Linked DNA regions of Arachis hypogaea: region 1 is linked to region 2. The links are chromatin contacts, called in public Hi-C maps. All regions are on one chromosome and are shown on one strand. The core of a region is the stretch at or near the end of the contact, and the rest is flanking DNA. Distances in the headings are between cores, read along the strand shown. Region 1 holds the start of LOC112706414 (oligopeptide transporter 3). Region 2 has its middle 7.8 kb from the start of LOC112706403.

Region 1 (7,497 bases), core at 2,566-5,065, 63 kb before region 2:
TGGCCTGCATTCTGCAGGGCAAAGAAGATAAGAACGCCCATGAAAGCAGTGCCTGCATCAAGTGCTGCAGATAGAACATAGTTGTACTTCTGCCACCATCGTTTGTGGTAGCGGAACACAAAGAAATTGAAGATCATTCCTGTGATTAGCCAGCTTGAAATGTTGGTGGGAGTTGCAGGTGGCATCCCGGCAAAGCCATAAGATATAACAGGGATGTTTATCAGGGGAATCCACTTCTTGTCAGGGAAGATTTTGCTCAACACCCAAACAGGAACCGGCAACACGGCTCCAATCAGGAATAGCCACACCAGGTTTCGGTACAGCCCGCCGGGACCGAACAGGCGCCTTGGTCCGATCAGACCCCATATAACCGACGCATCAAAGGTTACTCTGTATTTGGGGCAAGTCCAAGGACTGTCATGGTGGGCCTTGTCATCCATGCATAGTTCCTTGATGTTATCCAACATCCACCAAGCCACTCCAAGGTTTACTATAGCAGAAATTATAGTTCCCACCAGCTATTTTGGAAGGGCAAAAGAAAAAAGTGAGTAATAAGAGTAAAGAAAATTTATAGAAAAGAAAAAGGACGCAAAGTAGGAGACTCGTACCTGAGCCGTATACATGCATCTTGGAGGAATTTTCATGTACTGTCCGAGTTTGAGATCTGACAAGAAAGACAGAGCATGGACAGTGCTGATTCTTCCATAAATTTTGAAGAGCAAGTTTGCAATTGGTTTTCCGGGAAGGACATAACCAATCATGAATTGTGCTATAATGTCATATCCAGGTTGCTGTTAAGTAACAAGGGAAAAATTCATGTTAAAGCTTGAATGCTCATGGATTCCCACTTTGCATTAATGGAGGGACATTGAGATGATAGAGATGGTAGAAATACCTGGTTAGTTGTTGCCTGGATGACACCAATGGGGAGGGTCACAATAATAGCTAGAGCAAAAGCAAAGATCATTCCCCACCACGGAAGTTGCACATCCGTTTTCCACACAAAAGACATCAGCAGGGATAGTGCTATGCTCCCAAATAACAAAATCAGGAACCACCATTCGGGTACTTGCTTATAAGCTTTCATGAGTCTACCATGGACATCCAATTTCACATTATTCATGGCTGATTTGCTCTGCCTCAAAATGTCACTGGGAAAAGGAAATTTATGGAAGATCAATCCAAGCATCTATCGAAGTGATTCATTAATATAAATACAAGAGAGAACAATTTGTGAAAGGCTATGATAGCAGCCTACCTGCCATAAAACAGCGCAACATGAGTGAGGGTTGCTGTAAATCTTGCAAAACCTGATCCAATTGATAGTGCAAACAGAGGGCTAAGGTATAACTTGCCATATTTGTTGTATGCATCTATGTCAAGATCATAGTTTTTGGTTAAGATCTTGGTGGTGTCATACTTCTGTCCGGTGGCCGTGAACAACTGATTAGAAAATATAGGGAACTTCTGCGCATCAAAAGTATTAAACTTCCAGTAACATATGGGCACGATTATGTAGATGAACATGATGAATCCAATTCCAACATTAACAATGGAAGACCATGGAGTAACAAGAGGGCTGCCATGGTAAGCTGAAATGCCAGCCCAATCAAAACTGAAGGCACCAATGCCGAGTCCATGATAAGCCGATCCAACTTGCTGCGCCGTGATGCTATGTGGCCATGCCCAGCACACCCATGAGAAGAATGTCAATACCATAAGCAGATATCCAGGGAGAATATAATACAAGAAGCTCACTCCCATGGCAATGAGGAAAAACTGCATCCTTGAGAGTCCTTTTGTTTTGTGGTCCTTTTCATGGAGTGCCCTGTAGAACAAAGGTACTTATGCAATCAGAATAACATTACAAAGGGAATAATGCACAAGCAAATATGACTACTAATTATTGGACTCTTCTGTTGCATAGATTCATTTTGACAAGATTCTAAATCATTGCCTATATGCAAAATCTAGAGAAGTCAATTTTAAACATTGAGAGTATAATATTAACAAATCTTCCACTTGAACTTTTTAACCTTTTCAATGTTATGTCTCTCCTCCAGAAAATATTGCACCAATGTAACAAAATAAAACAGAACTAATAGCATAAGCCTTTCAGCATCAGCAGTGAAGATGCCTTACTCCACAGGCGTAAGGCATCTAAAAGAGCCCAAGTGTGACGCTTGTTACTTACAACTGCCCGGTTGAGTCCACTAAGGCTAAAGAATATGTTTGCGTTTCCCATCATATGCTAGTGATAAGAATTCCAAGTCAATGACAAAATTGATTCGTGTTATCATTTGATTATTTCCTTATTCAGTTAGCACTTGGAAGAAATGTCACGGCTCCAATTGGGTTGATATCAAACGAAACAAATATTTCCTTAATTGTTTCAAGTCATTCTAAAGTTAATTTGTGATGTCTCAAATTCTAAAAATGCAAGAAATGCAAACTTCTGTGGAGTTCTTCCTCAACCAAAGGGTGGTCCATGGTTTTGTAAATTGGTGAATTCATAATGAATATTGAATAGAGAATATTAGCACACTACCAAGGTCCTTATGAAACCGTAACATGGAAGGATGGAAGAAAGAAAGAGAGCAGGAAATGAACCTAAAGAGAGAGACTTGAGCAAGGTTTGCTGGCCACCACATATCAACAGGATCAACCAGATACCTCCTCAAAATCCCAGCCCATCCATACCCCAAGACCTGCAACGCAATTTAGAACATTTCACTTTTTAAAAAGAAAAACTTTCCACAGCAGATTGAGACAAATAAGACCAGAATATTTGCTTCAAAGATATAATAATAATAATAATAATAATAAACAAATCCAAAAGAGAAGGACTTTTACTATTGAAAATTCGACTAATCTGTCACACTTTTTGCATCTATTAAAAAAAACCAGCAATTTGAAGATAGGATTGTGTATGTAAATAAACAAATACAGGAGAACATATTTTATTGTCGACGATTAAAAAAGGACAGATTTTGAAGACAGATTTCATTTATATAAGGGAAAAAAAAAAAAAAAACAAAACAAAACAAAACAAAGAAAAAGAAGATAAACAATTAGGATTACATCCTGGCATCTCCATTCAAACAAAAATGAGGAAGTAAGAGCTCCAGTGATTGAAAATGAGGAAGAAGGAAAAGATTAAAAACCTGGGTAGTTAAGACAATGAGGAGAGCACAGAGAAAGGTCAATGATTGTTTGTAATAAGCCTTCATAACAGTGATGGCACCAATGGAGTAAGCATCTCCGCCACCAGTGGAAACACCACAGTTGGCGAAGATGGTGATGATGACGTGTTCCTTCATGTTGAAAGGGCCAGGATTCAACGAGAAGCGCCAGCCAAGAAAGTTGTACTGGTCTGTGGGGAGAGTGGCAGCCATGAACCTTCCTATGGGAAGAACAAGGATTTGCATGAGGATGGCGGAGATGGTGAGAGGCTGAGTCCTGAAGGTGAAGAAGGTGTTGAGGAAGATGAGGAGCACGCATGAGGTTATCCCAAGAAACCAGGCTCTGAAAGTCATCACCGGAAGAGAAGGGTCGTCGGTCTCCGGCACCACAAGAGCCACCTCCTCGATGGGGCATCTTTCGTACGGAGGTTCTCCTCCGTTGGCGGCCTTCTCGGTGTCCGTGGGGTCATCGGCGTGGTTCTTGGTCGCCATTGGAGAGAGGAGGAAGGCAAAGAGTGAGTGAGAGTGAGAGAGTCAGAGGGAGAGTTGATGTGTTTTCTTTGTCGTTCTTCGCAGATACATGGACCTGTCTCTGCCTCTGCCCACTCCTTATAAAAATACTTTCACATTCCCAAAATGCCCCTATACATTTTTCTAAATATAAAATTACCCCTAATTAATTAGAATACTTAAAAAGTTTTTTGTGAACATTAAATAGAATTATATATTTCCATGTAATGATTTATGAGTTTAGTTTTGTAATTATGTTAGTTGTACACTAAAAATTAGTTATTAAATTAGTTTATTTGTATATAATATATATTAAAATATAAAATATACATTAAAATAAATAAAATAATATATGTATTAATATAAAAATATATAATAATTAATTTTTGTGTGTATATAATATTTTTTAATTTTGATGTATTATAATTTTTTTATATAATTATCTAATTATATTTATTTTTTGAATAATTATTTACATATTTAATATAAAATATAATTATTTTTTTAGTATAAATATGTAATATTATGTAATTAAATGTATATATTTTATAGAGATGATATATCAAATTAAATTCATAAATTTTTAGTGAAAAATGTTTATATTAATATAATATAATAAATTTAATTTTAATACAATATCAATATAAAACACATACATTTTATTATATAATATTATATTAATAAAAATAATTATGTAATTAAATTATTGTGTAAAATATTTTATACTATTAATACATTAAAATTAAACACTAATATATAGATACCAAAAAAATAGTAATATATTGTTATTTAATTTTTTATTTAATTTTTAAAATATTTTATATAATTATTCAATTAAAATAATTAATAATGTACAATTAATCCATATTATAGTGGTACTTAAATTGAATTAAGTCAAATAACAAAATAAGAATGTGGTATGACTAGCCTGGAAACTAGGGAAAGACTTTAAATTATAACCAGCCACTAATTCAAGTCGGAAAGCCTCGTCGGGCGAGTGAGAGCACGTTCTGAGAAGAGGGTCACACACTTCTCCTTCCGTTCTCAGTTAAAGGGGGTGTGCCATGTCAGATAAGTAGGACCCGCAACTGACGCATGGAAATTCTCTCCATGCCACGTTGGCACAATGTAACGGTTGCTCGTGTTATTCTCGTGTTGCCTGCATGATTACCAACTACTTAGTGGAGTCCACATGTTGCACCTACGTGGACCATAGTCTTCGGTTTATTCAGACACTTAATGGTGTTTCTCTAACAACATTAGTCAAAACTAGGAAGAGATTTTTTAAATTTAGTAAGAGTTTAGACAACATATTAAGTTTATTAGATGTTAAAATTTTAATATATTTATTAGAATATTTATAAAAATTAGCAAGTTTACTAATTAAGTATACCATTCTTATTTCTTCTTACTCATTTAAAAATTATTCTTATCCTCATGACTGTTAAAAAAAGAAGTTAAAAAATTAATAATTTTAATTTAAAAAAATAAAAAATTAACTAACATTAACTCAAATCCAATAATAAATATCACAAAAAAAATCCAATAAAAAATAACATTTATCACTAATAAATACTTGTGATTATTGGAAAAAAACAAATTTTTAAAAAAATGGCCTTTCGCTAATTAATTAAGAACTAATAATTAACAATAAGAACATTCTTACATGTATAAATCAAATCTAATAACTACTGGACTAGTTTAGTCCGTTTAGACCCGTTTTAAACAATTTTTTCCCTTAACAAAAGTTAATAACATGGAATGCTCTTTTAGAGTTTTATCACAAGAGAAGGATTAGTTAAATGTAGTACAAAAAATAATTAAAACACGCGATGAGATTGATCTTAATCAACCGATAGAGTCTATGGATATTTCGGAGATGGGAAATCCTAATGAAAGTGTGAATACAAAAATTATGTAAAAGATTCACCTTCTGACTCTCTTTGGATTTCTTGACTTAAAAAGACATTTCAGAATTTGATCTGGATAATGATATAGTAAAAGATAATTCCAATTCGAAAGACCGATAATATCAAGAATAATATCAAGAAGACAATGACAACACAAAAATGTTAAGAGTTTGATTTTTATCGGATAATTCTAATTTCAAAGGTTGAATTCAAAGATTTACTACTATAGAAATAGAGTTTAGCCATTAAATTTTAACTATCAATACTAAATTATGATAAAAATAAATTGAATGTGTCATCTATTTATCACGAAATATTATTACAATGATTAAAATTTAACCTTTTATCATAAATAATATTTTTTGTAGCATGAACGTGTCATGACTATTCTATCTTAAATAAATTAATTTTTTAAATAAATTTATTAATATATAGTATCATTTTTAAATATCCTAACACATATTTATGAAATTAAATCTAAAAATATAAAAAAATAAATTTAAATAAAACAAAAATTATAAAAATAAAGGTAATATTCTAATATTTGAGTTAATCGTAAAGATAAAATTTATTTAGTTAAAATAATATAATTTGAATAAATAATAAAAAGTTTAATAATTTTTAAATATAAAAAAATTCAGTTTTTATTAAAAATAAATTATTTTATCATTTTTTAATTTAAAAAAAATGAGGATAAGTTAAAAAAATTAATTTTTATTTACATGGTTTAGTACTCATTATATATTTTTGTGAGTACTGTACTCTTATTATATGCATAATTATTTTTTAAAAAATTATTTTATGAAATTATGAATTAAATTTTTTATTTATACTATTATTTAATTGGTATATTCTATTAATTAATTATTTTACAATTATTTTTAGTTATAAAAAATTAATACTAATTAATTTATGAATCACTTATATAAGATGGCAGCGAGCTTTTTTTCTGGGACCATTTGGTCTGAAATAAGGTGAGAAGTTAGGTGCAGTTGACTTCACGTTGATAACTGATAGCGGTTAGATGATTTGATTAATTTAATTAATTTTTTTTAACGATTCTCAACTATCAATTTCACGTAAAGTCGACTGCACCTGAGTTTTCACCCTGAAATAAAAGTCGAATGCTCAAAAATGATATCCAAGTTTTTCATTACCTTCCCCTTTTATATCTCCCTTATGAATATTTAATATTATCAGTTGGAATTGTAGAGGTATTGGTATTAAATGATTTTCTTCGTTAATTAGAAATTTAAAGACGTAAATTTGATGCAAATTTTCTGCTCTTTTTTGAAACTCATCTAAGTGGGATTGGAAAAAGGAAGTTAAGAATAAGTTAGATTTTGATAGTTTTTTGTGAAGAGGCAGGCTAGTGACCATTCTGGCGGTATCTGAGTTTTATTGGATTCGAGTATTTGAAATGTTGACATTTTAGGTCATAATAGTCAATTCATTCATCTTTTGGTATTTTATAATAATTCTGCTCTTTTGTTACTCAAAGCTATATACGATAGTCTTCAAAAAGGGAACAGAAAACTTCTGTGAAATAATTTGAGGCATTTGGAAGATAACATTAAAACTCTGGTATTTAAGTGATTTTAATGTTATTTTCATGACCATAAAAGATGTGGTGGTGCTATTTTTAGGATTGCGTCTTCGACTGTGATTTGGTTGATTTAAATTCTATGAGCTGACCTTTTACTTGAAAGAGAGGTAATTTGGTAGTTAGGCTAGATCGTGTTATTAGAAATTCAGATTGACAAATCTAATTTTTAAATAACTTTATTAAGCAACTTCCTATACTCAAATTTGATCACGCCCCCTTTTGTCTTTAATTATTTCAAAATACCATGGGCAATAAAGAAAAAAGACCGTTCTATTTTCTTGTGACCAGA
Region 2 (7,656 bases), core at 4,291-6,790:
GTGCTGCCACGGAAGGCGTGGCGTCGAGCAACTGCTCCACCAACGCCCACGTCTCCGTCTGGTACCACCTACCAAAGTCACGGAGGCACCCCCGATGGGGTTACCGTGTGCGCATAGGCCTATGTGGTACGCCACGTCCTGCAGGGTGATAGTGACCTCACCCCACAGGAGATGAAACGTGTGCGTCTCTGGACGGCATCGCTCCACGATTGCTGAAATAAAGGAGTTGTCAAAAGTGAAATCCCTGAGGAGCACCGTGTCGCCGAATCCGGCCTCAGATACGGGATGATGGCATCGGTTGGAGGAAGAGTTTTGGTCACTCGCCGAAACAGTAGGAGGCGAGGCCTCTAAAGAATGAAAAAAAGAAGAATTTAGCCTTATGAATAAAATATTCTAAATTTCTAGGTTACTGGATTCTATCTCTTTTTTTAGTAATTAGACCAGCTTAATATGGTACACAACACATTAAAGTTTAGCAAATATTTTCATCTAACGTACAGCTACTTCCATGGATATTTTTTATTATTCCACCATTACTCCCTTATTTTTCCTATTGCGTTGTTCTCATAGAGGTACTTTCTTCTTCCTGCTCTTTCTCTATCTTTTTCTTTTTCAGGTACTCTCTCCTTTCTGTAGAAACTTTTATTGAGGTAGATAATTATTTTTTTTTATCGTTTTTACTTCAATACCATTTTAACCTTGTATTATATTATTTGATTTGTAATAAAAATAATAACAAAAATAATTAATCTTAAAATTTTTAAAAGATAAATATTATCAAAGTGAAATTGATCTTTTAAAATATTAAAAAATAATTTATAAATTGTAGTTGATTTTATATAATTTTAAAAAATTAGTTTTTTGATAAAAAAATTAATTTTCTAAATAAAAATATATTTTTATGTGCAAAAACTTTTTTTTATGTAAAAATGGATTTTTTTTATTTAAAATTAATTTGACTTATTAATCTAAACAAAACTTTTTATTAATCAAACTCAAATTTATTTTTTTGTTAATCTTAACCATATGTATTTCTACATATTAATAATAAATTTAAAAATAAAATAATTATATTTATAATTTTATTTTAATATAAATACTAATATATTTTTTTATTAAAATTTTTTGCTTCTTCAAATATTTTTTTCAAGTTCTGTCTGTACTACTATGTACTCTCATTTTTTTATTAAATTAATTTATATTTGATGTAGAAAATTTAGAATCACAGGACTATTTTAGTCCTTTTATATAATATTTTAGTCTTATCCATGTGTATCCAAACATAATACTAGACATTATATTAGTGTCTTGTCCATCGTATCCAAACACAATACACAAAGGATGGTTTTTATTGTCTCCGTCTCAGTGTCATGTTCTGTCCTGTCTCTAAAAACAAATACAACCTTGAAGAACGTACTTCCATGTTTCTAACCTACACATGTCTCTAAATTACATTTTCTATAATTGGCAAATCCTAACTATAGCGTTATAAATACTAAAAACTTAGCACAAGAATAACCAAGATTCGAAAAACCGGACCGGTTATCGAACCGTTCTAGTCACTGGTTCACTGGTTCATTGGTCTAACCGTAAAAACCGTTTTAGAATAAAATAATAAATAAATTAAAAATATACATCTTAAAATATAATTATAGTTTAATATAAATTTTAAAATATCTTCTACCATATGATCTTATCAAAATACAAACTCAAAATTTTTTTTAAAACACTCTTAAAAGATGTTTTCGAGCACTTTTGTCATAATCATCTTCAGCTTTACACTCATCACTCAGTTAAACAATTCACAACCCTAATCCTCTATGATTTTTTTGAAAAAATAAAATTCCGTTCAAGAAGAAAACCATAGCGGTAAATAATTGAGAATATTTGTCAGACTTAGCACCAAGATATAAAACAAGTATACATATAGGCCAGTATCAAGCAATCCAATTCTCAATTCCATGAATCATAAATATAAAGGTGTCTAAAATATTCACATAATTGATCAAATTCAACATTAAAAAATATCAAAAATTAAATTTTGCAATTGAAAAAAATGAAGTAAAGATAGGATTTTATACTCACACATTCCCCTTAATCTTGAACTATGTCTTAGCACATACTTTGTGGGCAGAAGCAAGATCATCTTTACAAGGACAACCCAATTCAATTGGAATATCAAACTCAGAACTATCACTCTCCAAATCCATGTGACAAATTCTACAATTTCTCTCCACTTTGTGATTAGTATTACTAATAATATTATTAATAATATTAATATTGCAAAGTAATTAATGGATATTGGAACTTTAAACTCTCTTTAACTACAAGCTGTAACATGACCCAAATAACAAATTAACCAATTTAATTAACACAACTCCAAACACAGCAAGTAATCTGCTTCATACACTCCTCAAAAGTGGTCTCGAATAATTTGCAATAACAGTAAATTATGTTTCATAAACAACTCAAATTGTCGAAATCAGAAACATGAAGCACACTATTTAGAATCTACAGAGTCATACCAATTTCAAAAAATACATAATTGGCACAATTTATCAAGCATGGAAAAACTAAGTTCTCAAAAAAAATTTTAATTGAAAATAAAAACACAGCACCACAGTCAACAGAGAACAGCAGCAAAGAAGACACAAAACAGTACAGTACATCACAATAGAACAATAGCAGTGAACAGAGCTAATCAATAATCAATTAATCATTCAATAATCCATATAATTGCTGAAAAAAATAAAACAAAAAAAAAGAACAAGCACTAGCAGTGAGTAGAGAAGCCATTGCCTTCTTCGATCTGAGCAAACTGGGCAGAGTATGAGAGAAAGTGGTTAAGCATGATGGACGATGGCGACTAGGCAACAAGCACGACGATGGATGGCAGCAGAAGCACGGATGAGCAAAGGTAGACCAGACGACGAACGCTAAGCTCGACGAAGAAGCTTCGATTGGAGTGAATAGGGGTTGGAGAGCTCAAGAAAGACGACGGCGCGACGGACGGCGACACTGTCTCCCTCCTTGCCGCGACGGTGGAGGCTACTGTAAACTAGGGTTTTTTTTTAGGAGAAGAGAGTTTCGTTTGAGAGAGTGAAAGTTGAGAGGAGTTGGAGTAAACAGGAGTTGGAAAGCTCAAGAACGACGACGGCAGTGTCTCCCTCCTTGCGGCGGCGGTGGAGGCTACTGTTAGTCTGCTAGGGTTTTTGTTTTGGGGGAAGAGAGCTGCTTGAGAGAATGAGAGTTGAGAGGAGGCACTGAACGTCTGAAGGCTTCCCATTTTTCCTTTTATCCAAAACGCGAAACGACACCGTTTTAGGAAAACCGGCCGGCTCTCGATTCGGTCCAACCGACCGGTTCTCGGCCGGTTCAGCGGTTTTTAAACTGTTTTGTAACTGGCGATTTTATAGGTTAAACCAAACCGTAAAAACATTCGGTTTACGGTTAAACCGGTCGGACCGGCCGGTTCGATCCGATTTTCAGAACATTGAGAATAACAGAGTACCAAACTAATAATTATGTCATACCAACCTAGCACAAGCAAATAGAGTTCTAAATTCCTCCTAGAGACTTAACTGCTAACTCATATAACTACATTCTCGTTCTTCATGACTACCCTAACAATGACCACATCCTTAAATTAAACAAACATAAGAAAACTAACCTCGAAGTCGGTCGCCCCGGCGTAATGCATCGTCTCGTTTAGCCTATTGATGTCTTCGTCATTCCCTGCCTCGCGCGTCATCACCGATTAAGTCGAAGGTATGGTCAGAAAGGATTAAAAATGGGGGAAAGAGATTGACAAAGTCAAACTGGGATCCGGAACTAAGCTGTAGACGACTTGTATATATAGGCGCGGACATGTCTTATCTCGTTTATAATAAGCATAAGTATATCTCGTTTACAGTGTAAACAAGATATACACGTCGACAAAAAAATTTAAATCGGTAAATACTTTTAAAATTATTTATTTTAGTAAATATTAATTTATTTTATTTATTAAAATAAAAAATCCATCCATCTTCTCCTCCACTCTTTTATCTCTTGTTCACATCATAATCTTATAATATATGCACGATTTTAAATATGTGTACTTAGTTATGATTTCTATTTTAGTTTCTCTTGTAATTTATGCTAATTTGAGCATGAAAATTCTTGCAGATACACTTTTACCATTAAGAATGACGAATTCAAAATATTAGAAATTTAGTATAAAAAAAAATAGTGACAGCATCATTTATCTAACTTATTCTGTATAATTTTATTCAAGTAATTCTTAAATTCAGAAGAATAAAAATATTTTTAAACAATGTTGGTCATAGAAACTATATTTATTTGTTGGTAAGAAAGAGACTTAATTAAATAAAAACATTATACATTTTAAGGTTGCGAAAAAAACTGAAAAGTGGGTATGGGGCTATACCTATATGTTTATAGATGATATTTATCTTTATATAGATGATTTTCAGAAAGAAATCGACCTTACATGAAGATAGTCAATTCTTATACGGTAAACTTTTAAAATTCAAATTGCTCAAAAAGTGTCCACAGTTCCATCAAGTAAATGAGTAAAAAATTAAAGAAGGCATCTTTCACTAAATAAAATGATAACAAAACAGAAATTCACATCATGGCGTGATGTTGCAGGTATGCCATGACATTGAAATTTATGGTCCTACTCAAGAATAATAAAAATTAAATCAACCAAGAATCAATCTAAAAATATTTTGTACATTTAAAAAATAAAAAATTATACGTCTTAAATTTTAAACTTACATATTTAAAATATATATATTAACTAATGATTGGTTAAATCTTATTTATTAATTATTATATGTCCGTATCTATTATCAAACTTCTATTGCATCTTATAATTCTTATGGATATGAATTAAGAGTCTCACGGGCTCAATGATTGCTGAATACAAATATTTTCCTGGTTTCACACCATTATTTGCTTAGAAATGTGTTAATATCAAGATGGCAAAATATGACGTCGCACCAACCTATATACAAAACAAGAAAAATTAATTATATCTGGCCTGGTTCACGGGTCATCTTTTCATCAGAACTTTCACTTGACTTTTTTTCTCGTTACCCATATTATTCTCTAATCCAAGTGGACAAAAATTAATTTATCTTTGACCAATAGGTTACGGTGAGATTTAATTCAATCCTTTTTTTATTACTATTACATAGAAAAAATATTTAAGAGACAATTAAAATCAATCAAAAATTAATCTAAAATTATTTTATTTTATATTTATTAATTATTTTTAAAATAAATATATAATATTAAATATAATAGATATATAATTTTAAAATTTATAAATATAAAATTATAAATATTAAGTTAAACAAAATAATTTTAGATTATTGTCTCTTTAGCATTCATCGACAAAAGACAAATAACTTGGAAGTCTTTTCAAAAACTAATGACTTTTGTTATTGGGATGCTTCTGAATTGTTGTTATCCAAGTAGAAAACATTAGGCATGCCCTAAGCTATAGAAACTAGAAAGTGTATTTTTTATTGCATATTTGGCATTTAAAAATGAACATTATTATTGCTACGGTCACGTTATTAATTAGTTGCAAGTGTGATGGACAGATGAATATTATTATTGTTGGTTCATTATTAATTAGCTGGCATTAATATTAGTTTTTAATTCCCGAAATAAATTAAACTCGATTTTGTTTCGTTCTTGCAGTATGTAACTTAGGGAGTGATGAATCTTTCACCAGTAGAGACTATATGAAGATGCGTTTCCATCTGAATAGAATATCATTATTGATGGCTCTCTAAGGCTATTAACGCATCATTGTATTTATTCAGTAATTCTGGCTGAGACTCAATTGTTTGGATGTGATCGATCACAATCCGTTGACCATTGTCATAACCAATAATATGCGTGGTCCGCACATATATATTTGTTAATTATTTTTGTGTAAATTACAGAAGGGATCGGAGGGAGAATTCATTCATCATAGAGTTTGAGCCTAAGAATTGAGGGCGCCCCACATCGTTCACATGCGCATATCACTTTTGGTTTTGGGTTCGATCATCAATGGTGTAATAATTTTAATTTTACCCCCTATTGTTTCAGTTAGTGTTATTCGCTTTGATATCATGGTTGATATTCCCATCCACCATTATGTTTAATTTGTGGTAGAAATGAGGTTCACATCAATGGTGGTAGGAGTAGATGCTTTCTTCATACTACCTTGTCCAGCTAATTTTATGCTTAATTAAAAATTAATACTGCCTTCTACCGTGTAGCTACTCGATGCGCCCCTTAGTAATTGAATTAGGCTAGATCTTTAAATCAATTATTCAAATAAAATATAAAAAAATGCTAGATCATCATAATTTTTTATTTTTTTCATTTTTAGCCATCAACTCAATTCTTTTAATTTACTAATTTAACAATATACTTTTATCTCACACTTTAAATATTAATGGCTATCTCATGACAAAAAAAATTCTAATAATTTTTTAATATTTTTCTAAACTATGTATTAAAAATACAAAATATATATTTTAAATATATAAAATAACACATGTATTTATACGTACAAATAACTAATTATATATAAATATATATATATCACTTTTATTTTCTAACAGTATCTTTAATCTAACCTACAAATTTAAACTCCAACTAAAAATTTGTCACTAATCAATAAATTACTAGTTATATACACGTACGAATATGAGACAGCATTTTTGTGATTTTGTCTTTCGTTACTATGATAAGTATGATGGAATCAAGCCTTTAACAGAAGAAAAGCAAGCAAAATCAGAATGAAACATTATCCATTTAATTTCCTTAAATTTGTACCACAAAGAGTAGTATCTGTAAATTAAACAATCTCCATCAATCAAACTGTTGTCACGGCATTATCTGAGCATATGAGTAAAATGCAACCATTACCAATCAATATACATATTGAAAATTACATAAAAACGATTGATAGATTATTATTGTTGACCATTTTGATTGATAAGTGTTGCACTCGAGATAAAGGCTAAGCGTTCATAAGCTAGTTGTCTTTTGTCTCATCCAAGGGAAAACGTTTGAAGAAGATGAAAGGGCCCGTTTACTCCAAAATGTGCCTAGAGCACTAATAATTAAGAGAAGATGGATAGTAAGCTCCAAAAAGCGAAGCTAGCTAGGCCCATAGAGGTCCAAATTGAAACACAGAGAAGAAAAGAAAGTAAGAAACCACTTTATATGATATGCGCTGCATATGTTGTTTTTGTGGCTTAGCCATTATTCATGAAGGTACCGCACAATCCCAATATCTGTTTGATTAAGACCTCAATTATCAGTGTTCCACATTCTCGCCTTTTTACTTTTGCATTATATGCCTGTATTTGTCTTAAAATTCTCTAATCAATGTACTCTCAATTCAACTTAGGCAATTATGCCTTGTGCGTGGTCCAAAACTATATGTACTGCTACTTGCACGTACAAACCAACCCAAAATGGGGAGATAAGGTGCATCATATTTCTCTGACCTTAGCTTCTTTATTTGTACTCCACTTTATGTTACAAAACGTTGCTATAGGATATGTCAAATGTGAAACGAGGCACATTAATTAAGGCTATTCACAATATATATTAACTCGTTCTATTTGTACCCTTATT

Evidence for each region. Hi-C and Micro-C count contacts between places; a contact is called where the count stands out from the background.
Region 1: a contact with region 2 is called in a Hi-C map of leaf, with 4 times the contacts expected there. The contact joins the promoter of LOC112706414 here to the enhancer-like site in region 2. A contact is called at or near these places in 2 of 8 Hi-C or Micro-C datasets (both in leaf).

The regions. Positions count from the first base shown.
Region 1 is chr1:104,591,652-104,599,148 of arahy.Tifrunner.gnm2.J5K5, reverse strand. LOC112706414 (oligopeptide transporter 3) reads right to left here and starts at 3,815. Exons shown (of 6, transcript XM_025757713.3): 1 at 3,165-3,815; 2 at 2,611-2,708; 3 at 1,259-1,828; 4 at 896-1,151; 5 at 609-791; 6 at 1-518. The coding sequence starts at 3,674.
Region 2 is chr1:104,529,730-104,537,385 of arahy.Tifrunner.gnm2.J5K5, reverse strand. No RefSeq gene overlaps it. Among protein-coding and RNA genes, the nearest start is that of LOC112706403, 7.8 kb to the right of the region's middle. Within about 2 kb of position 5,540, at least 1 of the 3 cell types and tissues checked has open chromatin away from gene starts, as enhancers often do.